Regions from separate parts of the Mus musculus genome. Here regions 2 and 3 are each linked to region 1. A link is a contact called in public HiChIP or PLAC-seq data. All regions are on one chromosome and are shown on one strand. The core of a region is the stretch at or near the end of the contact, and the rest is flanking DNA. Distances in the headings are between cores, read along the strand shown.

What was found. HiChIP or PLAC-seq counts read pairs in DNA pulled down with a chosen protein or histone mark.
Region 2: an H3K27ac HiChIP or PLAC-seq map of heart atrium shows a contact between it and region 1, with 6 read pairs. The contact joins two enhancer-like sites. A contact is called at or near these places in 2 of 115 datasets of contacts at active chromatin or transcription factors (embryonic stem cells and heart atrium) and 1 of 9 other capture datasets (embryonic stem cells).
Region 3: an H3K27ac HiChIP or PLAC-seq map of cardiomyocytes shows a contact between it and region 1, with 5 times the contacts expected there. The contact joins two enhancer-like sites. A contact is called at or near these places in 2 of 484 Hi-C or Micro-C datasets (bone marrow-derived macrophages and cardiomyocytes) and 4 of 115 datasets of contacts at active chromatin or transcription factors (cardiomyocytes, extraembryonic endoderm stem cells, heart atrium and 1 more).

What each region holds. Positions count from the first base shown.
Region 1 is chr17:9,892,774-9,897,436 of GRCm38.p6, forward strand. All of the region lies in intron 1 of Gm34799 (a long non-coding RNA gene), which reads right to left. Among named protein-coding and RNA genes, the nearest start is that of Gm34799, 12 kb to the right of the region's middle. Within about 2 kb of position 2,623, at least 62 of the 459 cell types and tissues checked have an H3K27ac peak or open chromatin away from gene starts, as enhancers often do. A contact at or near this core is called in cardiomyocytes and heart atrium, where this site is marked.
Region 2 is chr17:10,412,343-10,416,768 of GRCm38.p6, forward strand. The region is part of intron 4 of Pacrg (PARK2 co-regulated); the gene reads right to left. Among named protein-coding and RNA genes, the nearest start is that of A230009B12Rik, 42 kb to the right of the region's middle. Within about 2 kb of position 1,754, at least 7 of the 459 cell types and tissues checked have an H3K27ac peak or open chromatin away from gene starts, as enhancers often do. A contact at or near this core is called in heart atrium, where this site is marked.
Region 3 is chr17:10,471,382-10,475,752 of GRCm38.p6, forward strand. All of the region lies in intron 4 of Pacrg (PARK2 co-regulated), which reads right to left. The region is part of intron 1 of A230009B12Rik (RIKEN cDNA A230009B12 gene); the gene reads left to right. Among named protein-coding and RNA genes, the nearest start is that of A230009B12Rik, 17 kb to the left of the region's middle. Within about 2 kb of position 2,035, at least 15 of the 459 cell types and tissues checked have an H3K27ac peak or open chromatin away from gene starts, as enhancers often do. A contact at or near this core is called in cardiomyocytes and heart atrium, where this site is marked.

The DNA.
Region 1 (4,663 bases), core at 1,373-3,872:
CTACGGCAGTGAGGAGATGGGGGTTTGAGAAGTAAGTTGTATCTTCTGAGTGAAGCCTTATGCTTCCTAAAGGCCAGAATCCTTATGGAATGAAGGAGTAAGGGAGGCCACCCTGTGGGCTCTGAGTGACCTTAATAGTGCTGACCCTAACCATGCTTCACAGAATTAAACAATAGAGAATGCCAGCTGTGTGGTTCCCGCAAGAACAAAAGCTGGGGACACACTCATTGAACCGTGCCCGCTGAGGGACAATCTTGGACTCTCTCTTCTAAAAGCTACTAGAGAACAGGTCAATTCTTGCTTTCTGAACTAACATCTAGGTCATACATCGAAGCATCTTCATTGATACAGGAAGTAGAAAGCCACAATAGAGAAATGGCCAGACTGGGTCAGGCAAGGGAGCTTAGAGACTAAAATACAATCTGAGCAGTCAAAGCTGTGCGAATATTTCAAACAGAAACCAAGCAGAAATAGCACCTTCCCGTGACATTTCCCGTGCCTTCTAGGGAGAATCTCCCCGTTATTGTTATCAAGCTTGCAAAGTGATTATGTGCCTAGCCATAGCCCCCGAGGAAGAAGACATTTTAAGTAGGAAGCCATCAGGATCGTGAACACAGTGGTGCCTTCTTGACTTTCTCGGAGGAGCTGGGCCCCACAGCTGGGTGACAGTGCCCTCCTATACACAGAATAAGGACTTGGTTCCCCGTGAGCTCAAAACATGGACAATTCTTAAGCCATGTTTACCAAAACTTCACGTTGCTAAAGAATGTGCTGGGGCACTAAGGAGAAATGATCTTCATAAAACCCGGATGGCTCCAAATCTGATGTAAAGTATCAAGAAAGCAAGAACACACAAAAAGTAAACAAAAAAAAACACCAACAGGTAATTTTAAAAAAGAATACTGGAAAAAGATAAAAGTCCACAGCCAAACAAATTGAGAGAAAAGTGTTAGTTGAAAATGGTTTCACTTGGCCAACCCTGAGAAGCTCAAATACGTTAAAAAGCTACACTTCATTATACTGGATCCACCATTTCTAGCATTTACCTATAAGAAAACCCTTTTATTCAAGACTACTATCAACATAAAGAATAATTTCCTAGGAATCACTAATGAACCAAATGAAGGATGATCGGTTTAAATGGACCTATGTTTTTCTTTCTCAGAAAGCTTTCAAAAGGAAGGGATATGTTTTTGAACCAACAATCCAGATTATATTGATTTGTACCGTCCACTGAAGCCAGCCACACACTTTTTACGACATTGGTTGTGCTTGCTGCCTGCTGAACTCCAGTCTTTGGGAGGGGTCTTTGGCTCCAGCGCGAAGGCAAGCCCCCAACACTTCCAGCAGGGGGCTCTGTCCCCCAGCACAGACTATGAAATGCTAGAAGACAGTTCAAGGTTAAGATGGCTACACAAATAACAAGCCAGTCACATAGCCTGGCCACTAGGACAGTGCAGCATAAATGTGTGGTCATGGTTCAGGAATGTTACCATGAGGATAATCTGTGACAAAATCTTATTATTAGGTCTTATCCTGTGCGCTATTTTATATCTAACCAAGCGAATCCAAAGGGGTGGGTGTGGTAATACACAAGGAAGCAAAGAGTATTTTTTATGAAATAACATCAAAAGATAGGCCTCACATTAAAAATACTGAGAGATTTAATGATTTTCCTAAATGGTTGATAACTCACAAGTGCCAGTTTTCCATTAAAGAAACTAATGTAGGAAAGAGAAAACGTGAGAGTAAAGTTAGAGGTAAATGGAAATGAATTAGTTCTCCTGAGATGACAGACTGAACTTTGCGAAACCGATTTCTACAATTAGGGTGATGGTGGTGGTTGGAGGAAGCTGTATTCTGGTAGACATGTGATCTAGATGACTTTTTCCTCAAATACTTTTATCTTCACCCCCCCACTCTTTCTCCCCTGCAAAATCAAAAGCCCTTTACTTACAGTTTGAATTGTAACTAAATAAAAATATTTGGTTCAGAGTTTGGGAGGCACCACTCTGAGCAAGAATGATTAGAAAGAAAGTAAGTAGCCATGCCAGCCCAAAGCTGCAAAGTAGAAAGTTCACACAGGCCGCTTCTCGTTCTTGCTTTATTTCAGAGGATGATAGCTTCTAGAAGGGGCTCACATCCCCACTGGGAGAGAGACTGCCACCAGACAGGTGCAAGTGGCTAATGAATGATGACATTTGCAAGAGAGTGGAACAACTTATTCCCTTCCCAGCCCTAAGAGGCTTTACGTGTAATGCACAAAACACAGGCGCGAGACGCAAGTCATGAGGGGAGGCTGTCAGGCGGGTGCCATTCCTCTATTGAAACACCATAACTCTGTCTATAAATAAAACAAATAGTCTACGCTCAAGTTTCCAGTTGATCCTGTGCTGAAGATTCTAAGAATGTGAATCGCTTTGTCCACACTAAATATCAACATTACGTGAAGATGCCATTGTCTCTTTCTTGGGTTGTATTTGTACTGACTTTTCATATTCTCGGAGTGAGCCCTGGGTGCTTGCCATGAACTACTAGCAGAGGTCAAGGGTGGAGAGAACACTGTGTAATGTAAGTACTCAGTCTCCTACAAGGGCAACATTCACTGGGGCTCATTCTCAGCCCCGCCTCTTCCCTGGGAATGTGATTTCAACAGAGGCCAGGAGAGGAACGTTCACTCCCGCAGGCATACCTCGCCCAAGCAAGGCCACATGGGAGCTATTTCTAGCAGCTAATTACGAGGCACTCAAATAACAACACTGGATAAAGGGGAGAGATAGCCACAGAGCTCATGTGAAGAGCATGCTTGCCACTTGCCAGTCCCTAGCTGGGCAAACCCAGCTTGGAGGTAGGGGTGCAGTAGAGGGAACGCGACCAAGCATAAGTCTTTCAAGTTTACAGCACCGTGGTAGTAACTGTGGGCTCAAAGCAAGCAACTGTTCCGCACAGTCAGTCCAGCTCACACATTGCAAATAGAAAGTGCTCTAAATATCAGCCCAACAGACATGCTGGCAAAATTTGAGGGCACACTTCAGGTGACTACATGTAGGACCCACCATTCCTGGCTCCGAGGTGGCAGAGTGACACAGCTCAAGGCTTCAGGGTGCGGAGCTACTGTGTCACGTGGGCAAATGGTTCTTGGAATCAGGTCCATACGCAGCTCAGAGAAGCCCAGAGGGGCCTAGGATGGGCAGATCCAAGCGACTAGACAGGTTTACACACTCCAGGTCCAGGGCACTTTGTTAAAACACAAAATAACGTGACTAAGTAAGGATTGTGCACTCAGTCTTGCTTGAACTCTGTCTCTCAGCATGAATTAGGATTTGTTTAAACATGTGGCTAAAGGCATTTGGGGGTTGTTAACCTCCTCCACGAGCAAAGTAATTGTGCATTTAAATTTTAAGACTCTTAAAAATAACCAGCCTGGTCTACAAAGTGAGTTCCAGGACAGCCAGGGCTATACAGAGAAACCCTCTCTCGAAAACCAAAAAATAAAAATAAAATTCCTGGGAACACTCTGCAAGAGTGTAGGGGTGTGACCATGAATTTTAGCTGTTTAACATAACTGAGACTTGTGTGCTCAGTGACATTTCGAAACCCACCCCATATTTTTACTCTTTCTTAGGCCTTGGAGTTTTGTTTGTGACTTCATTCTCCCCACCTCCGACCCCACTCCCCACCCCACTACTTCCTTTATTCTTATGGCTTTATCATTTCTGGCTCAGAACCTTCACAGTGAACACCTGGGACACACAGCAAAAGAAGTCTCTGGATCAAGAAAGGAAGGACAGAAGGGACAGGAAGAGGCCCCAGGGCCTTCTTTATATCCTAGACGGATTCTGTTTCCAGAAGTAACACACAGAAGCCCCAAGCCTCTGGAGCCGACATCATCTTTTCTCTTATTGCCATGCAAAAATGGAATTTCTTCTCAGGGCCCCAAGTCATAAGCCTCCGTGTGGCCATATGAACTTCAAAGCATTTAAATTTCTTATGGATTTTACATGATTAAATGTGTGCAGCCTACTGAATATTGCATACGAGAGTAAAGAAAGACATTCTACTGAGAGAAACATCCATGATGGTTTGGGGTACGCTATCAAGAAATTGGTTAGGGCAGTAAAGCCTGGACATGACGCTTTTTAAATTCTTTAGTTTATAATTTGGATCATGGTTGCTGCTGACATGGAAAAAATGCACAGGAATCTTTCTCTAAATTATGGGCATTTTAGTTATGTTAACCTGAAAAACTGTAAATTCCAACTTGGTTATTTATTATCCGTGCTACTGGACCTGTTCTGTCATTTCAGACAAAAGGTTGAAGGTAAATAATTCTGTCACTTTTATCTTTGTGCCTCTGGGGCTGTCCTTGACTCTTAAATACACTGTGTGCTAGGGGGGGAGGGGTGCAGGATTGCAAAGGTCCTGAGCATGCCCAAACCACACATCCCGTTTTCAATCTGAGTACACTGCAAATACAGGATCAACAGTTTGGTGACTCTCAACAATTTTAGAACAATTTGATCCAAGTATAAACCTGTCAAAAGCTTGGAAGATGTTCTAATCATCTATGTGCCACAAGAAAAAGAAAAAGGTGGCCACAAAAAAAAAAAAAAAGGATTAAAATAAACTTTAAAAACAAACAAAAACAAAAACAAACAAACAA
Region 2 (4,426 bases), core at 504-3,003, 520 kb after region 1:
AAAGGGGGGGATAGAGCAGGACCCTGTTATGTGTGAGAAGGAAGAAAGAGGGGTGTCACTTGTCACCACAGGAGGGCTGGAAGGGTGCAGAACACTGCCTCCCCAGTACAGCGGGGTGTCAGCCCCATAGAGTAGGCGCCTTGACTCCAGGGAGGCGCCAGGTGAGGAAGGCAGCCAGCAGGTACTGGACTCGATGCCAGCAGGTACTGGATTCGATGCAGCTGGATTGCCCAGCATCTCCCATGGGGGGCACCAGCACATGGCATCATGCCTGTGAGAGGGGTGGTCATGCTCGCTTTCCTTCATCATGAGCAGGATGACAAAGTCAGGGGTCTCAAGCACTTTTTTTCAGTGCTGAGGATCCATGGTCAACCCGTGGGGAACTGCAACGTTAGTTTCACATTTAATCTTCTCATCCTTATGAGAACTTATTAGGGTTTATGTGTCTTACTCACAGATGAGGGACGTCTGGGGCTTTTGGTGTAAATGGGGGAGATTGTGGCTGCTTGGCGAGGCTTGCCTAGAGGATCAGGCGGGAAGCTGAGAAGTAGGGACCTTCTAAGGGGGCATACTGGCCTTTCAACAGCTTTCAAAACAGACACAGAAGGCCACAGGAAAGTCACAAGTGTTGGTGACCTTTCTGAATCACATTCAAGCTTTCCAGTCTTCATGAAGATGGGGAGGCCATGGTCTTCCTATGAGATGCTCAGCAGGACACTCCCATGCTATGCGTAATCTCCAGGTGGAAGGAGAAGGCCAAACAACCACTGAACAATCTCTCCTTTTCCAAAGGGAAAAGTTTGATTATCCCAGTGACTTTGTTAGCAGCCTTTGCTCCAGAAAACTTAGATCTGCATGGAGCTTGTAATTAATATTTAAGTTTAGCTTGATTAAATTTCTCTCGGAGATACTTGGTCATTTCTTGTCATCTTGATAAAGACTAACACAAATGCTTTTTTTGTTTGGAAGAACTTACAGAAGCCTACTCGGGAATGTTGCAAAGTTGCTGGGATAATTTTAGCTGCCTGTGGACTGTCTAGGTGAGCCTGCATGGCAAAGGTTAGCACCACCTTCCGTTTCAACACAACACCACAACACAACCACCACTTCTTAGTCTTGTGGTTTTGTTTTCTTTTCTGTAACTGAGGCTTTCTAAAAGATGCTATTCTCAAATCAAGTAGTAGTCTGAGTTCTCCAAAATTTGATTTCACATGTTATGGTCCTTACAACTTTTGTCTAGTGCTGGACAAAGAGCTTCATTGCTAAAGTCCATCCTTCCAAGCATGAGGGCCAAAGCATCCTCCCAACCTGCCCCATCCAGAACCCACTCAAAAGAGCCAGGTATGGTGGCATGCTCTTGCAGTTCCGACCTTGAGGAGACAGAGATATAGGTGGATCCCTGAGGCTCATCAGGCAGCTGAGCCTGCTTTGTGAGCCCCAGGCATGTGAGAGACCCTGTCCCTAAAAGAATAAAAAGCAAAAAAGTAGATGGCACCTTTGGAATGGAACTGGGTGGTTGTTCTTGGGTTTCCGTGTGTGTGTGTGTGTGTGTGTGTGTGTGTGAGAGAGAGAGAGAGAGAGAGAGAGAGAGAGCACGTGTGCACCCACATGTGCACACACAGACAAATAAATGTAGAAGAAGCGTTCATTTACATAATGATCTCAGCTCCCAAGCCATCTTGTACCCTGTATAAGGGTGCCGTGTGAGGGAATCTGCAGGTGACAGCCTGCCTCCAGGCACAAAGCCCAGAGCTAAAGACTTGTATGGTGTGATGCACGATTTGTTCTACTTTAAAAAATTAAATAAATGCTCTCCGTGATTGTGCTGGCACGAAGAAGCCGTGTTGTGCTGCCCCAGTCTTTCTATAGGTTAGGCTTTGCTTGGATATGCGGGCTACATCTCAGCTTGCCTGAAAGATCTACTCTTTGAAAGTTCTGAAATGAATTTATGAGTACAGAATTTGAATAGATTTCCAAGCCATTAGCCAGAAATTTTATAGAGTGGGAATAGTTCTCATCAAATGAGCTCAATTAATGCAAAAAAATTATATATTTAATGAACAAATCAAAGCAATCTGCTGTGCTAAACTGAGCTAAGTGCTGTAAACGGGACAGAGCTAACACCCTCTAGCCATTCCTAAGTGTCTCAGTTAAAAATAACCTTGAACTATCTTTCAAAGCTCTGGCGATCAACTTTTATCAGCTTTCACGTAGGTAAGTTAAATGTGGCAAGGGACATTCACCAAGTGTCTGGGGCTTGCATAGCAACGGACTCACCAGTGTCCAAAGTTTTGATTGGACTCACCAGTGTCTGCAGCTCTGCTGAGTCTAATCAAAACTTCTTGAGGACATGCATGCATACAGACACACAGAGACAGACAGACAGACAGACAGACAGACAGACAGACAGACACACATACACACACACACACACACACACAGAGAGAGAGAGAGAGAGAGAGAGAGAGAGAGACTGTAAAGGAAAATTAATATGTGACCATTTAATTTGCCAGAGCAAAGTTGGATTTGCACAAGAATGGACACCAGAGCTTGTTGGAAGTGCTGATAAGTGGAACATGCTGACGTGTGAGACTTTTGAAAAAAGAATGTTTGTTTGCCTGGCTTACATTTTTATCTCCTGAAATTCTTGAGTTTAGCATACCCGGTTGCTTTTTTTTCTGAATCAGGACTCTGTCCAGATGAGTGGGGACAGAGACAGCACAGTAACAAAACGATGGTTTGGGGGACAGTCAAGAGGATGCAGGCCGACTTGCTGTTGACCCTGCATAGCCTGCTACCAATTCGCTCTGACAGAAACAGCCTTGATGCTATATCCACAGGATGGAGGCAGTGAGGAGTAAGAGTCTGCAGGTTGTGTCTTTAGCGCTATCAAAGCCCATTGAAACATGTTGGTCATTATAACTGCATGCACACTACTCCTTCATCACGGCAGATTATCCATAATGTAACTTTCCTCTTGAATGGGCAGGGAGAGACCCCAGTGAGCACTGTGTAGTCTACATTTTACCCTAGTGTTTGATAAAAGAGGCTCATTCTACCACTTCAGAGGGTCACAGTGATGTTAAAACATGGCGTTGGATCATGATGGAGTCAAGAGCAGTGGGGTCAGGACATGTGTGATCACCTACAGGACACACTGTCACTAAGCTGCAGATTGTCTGCAGCCCAGGTAGTCATGGTCCCTGACGGGAGGATTTCACGTGTCAATAGTTTCTAGCTTAAGCTTATACTCAGTAATTTCCTCCTCTTCCTCCAGACCCTCGGCAGTCCTGGTGTCTAAGTGAATGACCTTGTTTTCCCACTGTGGCAGGCAGGATTGGGTAGATGAAAGTCAATAGTTCTGTGCTGTGCCATCACTAAGTCTTGACTTTTCGAATCTCAGGAACATGTTTTGCTATTGTTATTTCCTCTATTGCTGCTTCTCTCTGAGAGTTGCCATTCTAGCAAATCAACTGGAAAATGTGGAGTTTCCTTTCATCATGACCATGATGTGGGGGCCTCAAATTATTCAGATAGCATCTTGTGGCATTCCTGTGGGGGCTTAGTGCCTGCAAAACGATTCCCTTCTTTATTGTTTTTGAGGAGAGATAGCTAAGTGGCTGTTAATAGTCATACTGTAAATCTAATTTTATGTAAGACAATGAGATGGGTTGGGGAAGACGGACCTTGCCTGATGTGGACAACAAGAGGGAGAGATGTCCAGATGGGGAGGGTATGAGCCTGAGTCTCTGTCCCATCTCTGAGATAAGGTCAACTTGAGAAGATACAATCCCACTTCATATAGCACCATTAAGATCTCTGCCTGTACACGGATTGCTACTTTGACCTGGGTGTCTGAACCAACTCTTCCGTCATGCCTAGAGTCACTTGCAGAGCAGGCTCATGGCTCTGAGGATAGAATGGCCTGGCAGATGAGCACAGCGGTTGGGCAGTTATTATGCCTCATGACCTGTCAAGTCAGATCAGGACAATTACAAGCCCCATCAGGATGTATGTGGAGACACAGACGAGGCTCACCAGTCATCTTGGCCTTTTCTCACAGTCTCTCAGCAGGGATCTACTGTTGTTCAACTGTCCATGGCCTCTACCTGAGCTATTCTGCTCAGTCCCAGCCCTAGAAGCATCCTTCACTGGGGAACCCTGTTCCCACACTCCTGTGCCCGAGACTTACTACTGCTCAAGGGCTTGCTGTATGGCTGTGGCTCCTTAGGTCTGGATCAATTGTTTGCATTTTTACAGGTCAGAGAGTCAGTGCCAGTGAGTGCCAGTGATGGAGTCTTGGGAGCCTAGACAGTCTACCATAGGAAACCTTGCACAACAGTGCAGGGTAGCAAGTATAGCAGCCACACAGCCAGCCTAGTGTCACAAGGAGAAAATGTGTGTCTGCTGTCACCCCAGAGGCCAG
Region 3 (4,371 bases), core at 785-3,284, 580 kb after region 1:
AAGATGGTACTTGGAGGCCAAAAATCCAGTTACTAGATGTGCTCACTGCTACTGCATTTTCTGACCCTAGGTTCTCTCGGGGCAGAGGCAAGACATGGACATAGTGATAGCCATGCTTATTTCTGTATGTGCATTACAAATCATGAGTGCACACCAGTACCCAGTATCCCCAGGTCCAGGCCAGCGTGACAAGGTTTGTTCTGATTTTCTGTCTTTCTGCATTCTAATGTGCCATATTTGATGCTCTTGCCTCCAGTGTGTTAATGTCCATCACAGAGTCATGCATGGTACTGCTTTCTTACCACACACATGCCCTCTGAAATCCCTCGCTATGTTACCACAGTGCTCTATACTACATGGAGATCCTGACTGCCAGCCCACCTGGTGGCTTTGGACTAATTGTTGGGGACCAGAACAGTGCATATACATGCCTTTCCCAGGTTTATGGCAGATATTTCCTTAGTTTTTGTAATTTTGGACCAAGCTTGGGAGGACTGCAAAGCCAAGATATTCAAGCATTTGAACTGCTTTACAAGGTATCTCTTCCAGGGGACATGAGGATGCTACCTCTCACTGCTGTAAGAAATATTATACAAGGATAACGTTTCTGTCGATCATTGTGCTACGTGCAATTGTGCTGAGAATCATAGCAAGTTTTCTCTTTTTACAAACATTAACACTGCTTTGATAGACCTCTGGAGTCTGTCCCCTTACTCTCTATGACAGTGTCTTTATCTTGGGGAAGTACATCTGAAACCAAGAATGGATGTTTTCATTGAACCAGTGCTACAGATGAACACAGGCTTCTGGAACATTCCTGTGAAATGTGTGGCAGTTGGTAATTTGCACATGAACATTAAAGAATCACCACACTGCCTGGAGGAGAATTTCAAACTCTGTCAGAAAAAGGTCAATTCTAACTGTTGCTGTCATATGGCCATGTTGAGCCAAGGGAATTTAAAAGAACTGGATCAGTCTCTGGTTAGAACCTATCTTATAGGACCAGGAGGGAAAAAATTAGCATCCTTAAAGAGGACTCCAGTGGAGTGAGGGAGACGTTTATTAAGTCACTCTTACTCAAAGGGAGACATTTTCACATTTTATGAAACTTTGGATCCCTTTAAGGTCTGATTAAATGGGGCATAAAACTTCCCGGGCCTGGGAGACCTGCCCTGGGATGGATTACTTCTCTTCCCATGTGGCTAGTCCAGGATCCAGATAGTTGATGTTCATGTTCATTTAATATTCCTTTGTCATTATAATAAGGGGAAATTCTTATTTTTTCTTTCAGAAATTTAAGGTTGTATCAAGAGCACAAGCCAATTACTTTATTCATAGTGCAAGGAGGAACACACACACACACACACACACACACACTGATTGAGAGGCCCCAACTCAACTCACAACTGGGATCTGGACACTTGATGGCTGTTTAAAGTGTAGTAGCCAGTGTCCTCTCTCCAACATGTCCCTGTGGCATACACGGTCCACCTTAGGAAGGGTTCAAGCCTCCCTGATCAGGACAGGTAAGTCCTCAGCAAGTGCTCTGCCCTTCCTGGGGGTCTCTCATATTTCCAGCGGGTTGTCTTTTCTTCATATTCAAGAGTGACTGAAGACTCCTGTGTCATGGGCACTGTGTTCCGTTCTTGAAGGGCACTGTCCATTGTACCATAGACAAAACATTGGCACAAAGCTCTCTCAAATTCTTGTGTGGTTCGCTTGCAGGTACTTTGAAAGGTCTGTATTCCGCCACAGGTGTATTCCACTAAAGCAGGACAGATTCCACACCATGTGTGCATGCTCTGCTCTTCTGGGTCTGTTTGCTGCCTCTCCGACTGCTCTGGTATCTTCAATGAGATCTTAAAACTACATGGAAGATTGAGCTGTGACACCAATGACCTCAGCGAGCATGGCTGCCGTGATGGTGGTCCTATGGGGAACATTTGCCAACAACTGAGTGACTCAGGCCTGGCTGCAGAGCCAAGGTCCTCCAATAGGCATGTGGGCTGGATGCCAGAGGAGACTTCGCTCAGGGACATGGCACATTTCTCATGGAATGGATTGCTGATTTCAACCAGCCACCTCAGCCCTGCTAACTGCTGACTTCTGACTTTCTCTAAATGAGAAACGTGAAGGCGTGTTTGTATGTTTTAGACAGGAGGGACAGTTGTGAGCATTTTTTCCATGGCTAACTTGCAACTCAGTCCTTCCTTTGCTTTGGGTTGCTTCATATCGAATGATGGCTTGAATGTGCTGGAGCCTTACTTAGGTTAGCGTACATTTATTCACACATAATGAAAAAGATCAATGTGAAGGAAATGAAGGGACACAGTATGGTCATTATACCTTTCATAATAAACACTGTGCGGCCAGCGTCTCATTTTGTGCTGTTTGCTTCCGTGAAATTAGCTAATCCCTGGAGCACAGCCTTATCAATATTAACAATTATTGGTTGTTTGTATCATTCCATTTCTACTTCATAGCTAGCCTCCCCTTTTAGTTTTTCTTATTATAGACTGAGGAATTGATTAATGAAACATAAAATGTGGAGTCAGCTCACAGCTACTTGAAACCATATCCACCTAAGTCTGTCTTTGGACCTCTTTGGTGAGGCAACTGTCATGTTAACCTGGTTAGATGGACTGCAGCTGCTCCTTGTGCAGGCTGTGGAGAGGTTTGGGTGATAAGAGGCTCCATTTCAGGGTCATTTGTCATGTTTCTTGATAAAGGCTAACAATAGTGCACTGTGGACTTCCCTGCTCTCTCCACCCAGCCCTCGTCGTAGACAGGGGAATGTGTCAGAGAAGTGAACCCGGTATTGTTTCATCCTTATTTAGTAAGTGAGTCGAGCTATGGATGGCTTGAGCCCTGCTTCTATTTGCAGCTACGTGTAGAGCCAACTTGCCTGTCCTGGCCTGGTGGATCTCCTTTTAGAGTGCAGGGGAATGCAGGACAGATTAGGAGAACGACCTCCGTCTCACTGCTGGACAGACTTTCTACTTGACAATCTGGCATTAGGCACTGGCTAGATATTTTTGGGAAGGGGCATGTGTTGCTTCTCTATCTCTTGTCAGTGAAGTGACACCGATTCTAGGAGAAGCTAACTCATGTGCTCTGAGGGGGTTATTTATAATATTTAGACCCATGACATCTGTGTAGAGAACTGTACCTTTTCCCAATATTGTTCACATTTTCTCCTACACAAAGAAAACATGATTTGGGGAATTATGAACAGTGTTTTAGCATTTCTTTTTGGGAGGCACTACATTAAAATTCTAAGAAGCCACACCCAAAACATCGAAGTCCCAACTAGGTCTATCACCTTTAAGCCAACCAGCATACTAGAAATAGTTAAATGAAGTATGTGCTTGCTTATGTGTCAGGAGTTTTTTTGACAAAATTGATGAATCCATACTGGTTTCACCTCCTTTTTGGACCACACCTTATCAGGTTGCAAGAAGATAAAATAAAATAAGAATAAAGTGAAAAGCCCAGAGCTAGTCTGAGAGCAGACACTGCACTGTTGCATACAGACTATTTGCTTTATGTGGAAAATAAAGCAAAATTAATTTTTAGGCTGGACGGCATAATGTAAGCCAGTGTGTGAATGGGACACTGCCAGTTTAAGGACAATGAATTCACATGGGTGATTAAGTTTTGTTCGTGTAGATGGTGGCAACATGTTAGACACAGCAAGAAGGCATGGAAGCAGTGCCTACGGTCTGTGGCCCCAAACAGGCCACTTCCATATGCTTGCTCATGCCGACAGCTTTTGCAGCCCGAGTCCCAACTCCTTCTCAGGCGCTTCCATATGGTACCCACAGATTGAGAGCTTGCCTTTTCTGAGACACTTGGAGACTCACTTGGTATTCTACGGCATTGGATGCTGTGAGCAGCCATTCTTGCTTTTATTGCAGAAAAAAAGATTATGGATATTAATTCATCCACTCTCTCCAAAGCAGATAATAATGGATCCTGACAGTCTTATATTTTGATTTTGTAGGGAGAAATTAGTTTCTTACATTGAAAGCTGATAAGAAAAAGGACCAGGCTCCCATCTCGGCTCTGAGATTCTTGGTGATGCTTGGGGGTCTAAGTGTGAAAGATACTGCTGCTCTTACCTACTCATCAGGTGATGAGTAGCTGGGAAAGAGGAACTCTGGGCTGGAATGTATCATATCAGGGTACTGTTCTCAAAGCTGACCTGGGTGTGCTACATTTATTGGAGATCTTGACTATGCAATTAGCAAAGCAAGCAGAGCATTTGTCTGGTGTGATGAGCAGTGTCAGTAGTGCTGGGGACATGTTTATGTGCTACTGGGCTTTTGTTTTCAGACTCTGAATAAACAGAGTGTCACCTTTCATTTGGCC